2 separate regions of the Siniperca chuatsi genome follow, and region 2 is linked to region 1. A link is a contact called in public Hi-C data. All regions are on one chromosome and are shown on one strand. Each heading gives the region's core, a stretch centred on a gene start, on an enhancer-like site or on the middle of the called end of the contact. The rest is flanking DNA. Distances are from core to core; before and after follow the strand shown.

Region 1 (2,700 bases), core at 14-2,513:
AGCCCCAAACTAAAGTTTTCACAGATAAAGGTTTCTCAAAAGCACAGCATTTTATATCCACTTTGTATTTAATTTACTTTACCTGTATTATAGCGTATTATATTTTATTTGCTTAGTACTTCTATTCCTTCTATTCTCAAGTGTGCATTGACGTGATAGTGAGCAGCAGTAATGAAAGAGTTTCCCCTCGGGGATCGATAAAGTATTTCTGATTCTGATTCTGAAAATGAAAAAAAAAAAGTCTATAGTCTAATGTTTAACCTTGTGGGGGTGGTGTGGAGTGGGGGGTTGGGAGTAATGGGCTGTCATTTACATAAACATTTGGGATCCACCACTTGTTTGTCCCCTAGCCTCTTCTGAGAATTCTTCTTTTAGCTTGAAACATGACTGTTTTTGCCTAACAAAAGTAAAACTACCACAGGTACAGTGTAGTCCCTCATTCGTCCAGGAGTGTTCTATCGTAGAAAAGGTTTCAGTCGTAGTCATCTGGACACTGTTTTCAGAATCAAGACGTTTCGGCTCCCATCCGGAAGTCATTCTCAATTGTGAAAAAATTGGACGGGAACTGGAAATTTAAACTACTCTGAGTTACATAAGCCCTGCCCTCAGGAAGGAATCTGCCTGAGTATCTGTTAATAGCTAGTTTCACCTGAAACTGACCTAATAGTTTCAAGATGGCCCAGTAATCAGTAATCAGGCCTATTGTTCTCTGGCTGCAGAGAACAATAGGGCAGGGCTTATGTAACTCAGAGTAGTTTAAATTTCCAGTTCCCGTCCAATTTTTTCACAATTGAGAATGACTTCCGGATGGGAGCCGAAACGTCTTGATTCTGAAAACAGTGTCCAGATGACTACGACTGAAACCTTTTCTACGAGAGCTACCACAGGTACAATAAATTACAGTATATCAAAAACATGATTGTTCCTCATAAGATCATGTTAGGAAAAAAGATCACTTGGCATTGAGCTTAGGCTATAGGCATTTTATCTCCATAGGATTATGATCATAACATAGGATTTTATATACTGCCATCATAGGGGAAGTATAAACCTACTTGTGACCGCCCATGTCACCTTGACATGCCCGCAAAACTAATATTATAGCAGTTACAACGCAGCATTTAGTGCAAGATCACTATAAACTGTGTATTGCAATTACCACAGACCCACTGGGTCCGTAAAAGAATATGGTATAGGAATATTTGGCAGCGTTTTGTGTTTAGGGTTGTCTTATAGGCATTTTGAAGTTGCCGCTGAATGGTGAAGGATGTGATAGGCTGAGGCTAGGGAAGAAAGGAGCTGCTCTCAGTTAGTAGAGCAGTGCCGCTGGAGAGCTCTCTCGTCGACTGCAGGCTCCAGCTAAAAAGACGTGACACCTAACGTTTTATTTTTAATTTTATTTATTAATTTTTCGTCGTCTCGTCACCTCAAACAAGATGTAACTTGTTGACATCACCTCAAATATATTCATGTATTTGAAAAGAGCCGGGAGCGAGTGCGCAGAGACGAGAAGCCGAGCTGTTTTGGCGAATGGAACTTATTGTTGTGCATTTGTTTTGACTATGTTATCCCCAAGTGAGTTTGGCTTCAGTCCGTCTCTGTCCGTCGTCGACCCTTGAATTTTGGGATTTATATCCGAATAGTTTAAGGGAAAGACCGAAGGAGGATTCTGCAAAGCCAGCAAGCTTTTCCTACAGAGCCGGGGATTTAAATCGTCATTTGGTGGTGCTCCGGGAGAGGCGAGAGTCAAAGAAAGAAATTCATGTGGCCATTCTCTCGATAGCCAAACATTTTTTGGGATTGCATAATGAGCAAGGAAAGACCTAAGAGGAATATCATTCAAAAGAAATATGTAAGTAAAAACACACCTTTTCTTAAATTGCTCACAAATGCAATTGCTCTATTCAAGTTTGCCTTGCTCGTCTCGATGAAAATGCATAAACTTTCATCACGGGCTGTGAAGGTTACCATCAGGGAGCTTGTGTGCTATTTGGGTCAAATATCCTTTTAAAAGGTAACGGCTAAGTTGCCTCAGCGTGTTAACAATTACATGCTTTTTATTTAAAGAGACAGCAATGTTTATTCAGTGTGTGTTGCAGCGTTTCTTCGACATCAGACATGTTTTAGGCTATTTGAATATCGGGGGCGTTGGGGGATTGCTTCGCTCATTTTGACTCGTTTTAACGCGTGGTGGGGGATGCACGGTGTGTCTTGGCTACGTGATAAAGCTATAAAAGGTTTTTAATTAAAAGACTTGGCAAACTGTTTCCAGAAAAGGCTTTTGTTCGCTCCCCATTTCTTCCTATTCAAAGCCGTGAAGACAAGCCTGTCGGCCATGGCTCAGCTATTTCGGCTTCCATTTCGTCCCATGCTGAGCATTTTATCTCCGCTTTAAACTGAGCTCTTTGCTCGTGAATGTAAGACCATTCTCATGCTGCAGTTTATGTATAGAGTTTATGTTAAACGTAGCGTTGTGTCTGTCGGCGCTGTGTGTTTTTTACTGGAGGGCTGGCAAACCGACATGTTTCGCGGACTGTTGTGGCTCTTTAATTTTCTCCATAAAGAGTGAGGGAGAGCAGGAGGAAAGGGGGTCATGCAATTCAGCATAATCGTTCAATTTCCAACACTTGAAACGGTGTGGGGACACTCTTGGCGTTGTTATGATGCGGTTGTCTTCGCTATTAGCCCTACTATAAATGA
Region 2 (2,700 bases), core at 175-2,674, 91 kb after region 1:
TGTGTGTAAAACCGGAGGGTAAAGGCATTATCATAATTCAATTCACCATGATTCAGTTCTCCCTAATTTAATAGCAGCTTGTATCAACAAAATACATGCACCGTAACAGGACCTTTTTATAAAACAATATGATTCTATCCATTTTAATTAAATAACAAAAGTGGGGATGTCAGCAAAGCAGCTGCACACAGCAGCCAAGCGCAGGTGGGGTGTGCAGGGCCAAACCATTTAGCCGACTCGGCATCATTTGAAAAGGACTCTGCACTTTCTTGTTCAGTTGTTTGTCCTTTGTCCTCAGCCATCCTGAATTAGCCTCACTCATAATACTACTACATGTGAAAAATGACGCTATATACTCAATATGAATTAAATGCTTATTGAAGATACTGTATGTAGATATCTCCCTATTAGTTTATAAAAGGGCTTTTGCATTGTGTGTGTTATTAGTGCTGTAGTGACCTTTCTCTTGCTGCTTAAAAGTCAACCTGCCCAGGGCCGCATCACATTGCGCTCTAATAAGACAGCAGAGGGGAAAGAAGGCTTAAGCCGGATTTATGCCTCGCCGTCGAGGTGTTCCGGCAGTCGTACCGTAAATGACTCCGGCATAGGAATTGATTTATAGTTCAGCATAAGATTTAACCCGTTGATTGTCATCGCACCGCTGCAACACTTGATGGATGTGTTGCATGCTATCAAGCTGTGTCATGCATTCATTATACACCTAAAGTTAAAGTGTTTACATTATTTCATTATCCTGGTGATAGAGACAATCATGGTGAGGAGAAGGTTTGCGCTGGAAATGGTTTCACTAGATTACAAAAAAGAACATCTCTTCATCTTGCCCAATGTTGTCTTCACTTCAACAGTCTCTACCAGCCTCAGGAACATGTTGAAGATAACACAAAATAGCTGAAGCTGACCAATCACAGTTCTTGTGGTTCCCACATGGTATCTTTTGTTGCCCTGATGTGTAGTTACGTTTTTAAGGAGGTGCCTGTCAGCACTAGTGGTACCTTTTTAGCTTGATCTACAGGGCTTCTGCAACATCCTGACAAATAAGTATATATCTGGCTTTGACTGTATACGATTTAAAAATGTTGGTAAAAGTGTTTGATGAACACAAAAATGCTGCATGTAGGGCTGCATCCCCAGTCTCTTCTGCATTTCCCTTCTTTTGTCAGTCAGCAGGGCTTTGCAAGGGTTAAACTTTCTCCTGTCTTCTTCCATCCTCTGGCTGGCCTTGTCTCGCTGTCTGTCTTTCTCTCTCTCTCCCCCCTCTTCTTCCCAGGACTGGCTCCTACAGATGTTGCCTGTTAAAAATCTTCCTGCCAGGCCTCAGCTGGGCTATAGCAACACATGATGTCATCTAGACCCACCTCCCTCTCCCTCCCTTCCCCGCTCATGTGCGACTGAACACTCCAGAACAGTCTCCGGCCGCCTGCCTGTGTGTGTGTTCTATTTTTTCCCTTTGGCTTCATTGTCTTTCTTGTTCTGTTCATCGTCCTTCTCATTTCTGTTCTGCAGTGAACTTCCATATAGTTTTAGGTATCGCTTGCTTTCTTTTGTCTTTCTTTATAAGTATCTAAACTAGCTCCTGCCTCGTATTTTCTCCTCTCATCATCACTCTCTTGCCATCCTCCTTTTCCACCAGACCAAATAATTAAAGAGAGAAAAGTGAGGGAGACATGCCAAGCCCCCCCTGAAGAGAGTCGGTCCGCTGAGCCCTCCTGTGGCAGGAAGTGGTCATGACAGCTTTGTCAGCAAACGGTGGCTGGACAAATATAGTAGATATCTGGACAACTGCTGCTTTAGCACTTAGTTAATATTTCAAAATAAGTCAGTTTGAACTTGTGAGATTATATGTCCAATTGGTAATTCATTCTTAAATAACAAGTAAAATCACAATGACTGTTTTTGTGAGGAGTGCACATAGTGTGACATGAAATATGTATCACGCGAAAACAGTAGTGCTCTTGCTGTGCAGCTTTCCTTTATCCACTCATATCGTTGCTGTATTCTCTCTTTCAGTCTTCCTTTGATCCCTTTCCCTTCCTCACTTCTTCTCAACACCCTTTCTTTCTTTCCTCCCTCTCTCCTTGTCACCTTGTGTTTTTCCATTGTGGTGTGTGTGTGTGTGTTTGGGGGGAATGATTGACGGAGGCAGGGTTAAGTTTCAGTCCCCCCTTATCTTTTAATGGCCTGGTCTTTGTGTCTGCCCCCTGCCACCTGAGACGAACACAATACAATACATACACACACACACACACACACACACACACACACACACACACACACACACACACACACACACAAATGTGACACGAGAGCCCTTCAAAGGCAAACCTGTCAATGGGCCGGCTGTCACCTCCCTCCTGTGGTGCCCCGACTGTGATTGATAACTCCATCGCTCCCATTCCTCCTCCTTTCTTTCTCCTGTGGTTCACTTCCAGCTGGTCTGGACAGAAAGACACACAGATACTGGAGATAGATGGCAGCAAAACATGATTATAGATGCAAATTTTTATGTTTTCTATTGAGAATTGCCCACCCCTAATTTGTGTGCATTGTTTAGATGTTTGAGAATAAAAATGAGAAAACATGTTTGCTCTGTTTGAAAATAAAAAATTAAATGTAACTAAATATAATAGGAAGAAGTAGCCCCTTTATGTTATGAAACTACAGAAACAGATTTCCAGTTTC

Evidence for each region. Hi-C and Micro-C count contacts between places; a contact is called where the count stands out from the background.
Region 2: a contact with region 1 is called in a Hi-C map of liver, with 1.8 times the contacts expected there. The contact joins the enhancer-like site here to the promoter of jarid2b in region 1. A contact is called at or near these places in 2 of 3 Hi-C or Micro-C datasets (liver and skeletal muscle).

What each region holds. Positions count from the first base shown.
Region 1 is chrLG17:13,672,236-13,674,935 of ASM2008510v1, forward strand. jarid2b (protein Jumonji) reads left to right here and starts at 1,264. Exons shown (of 18, transcript XM_044170692.1): 1 at 1,264-1,852. The coding sequence starts at 1,808.
Region 2 is chrLG17:13,762,692-13,765,391 of ASM2008510v1, forward strand. All of the region lies in intron 6 of jarid2b (protein Jumonji), which reads left to right. Among protein-coding and RNA genes, the nearest start is that of dtnbp1b, 87 kb to the right of the region's middle. Within about 2 kb of position 1,425, the one cell type or tissue checked has an H3K27ac peak away from gene starts, as active enhancers do. A contact at or near this core is called in liver, where this site is marked.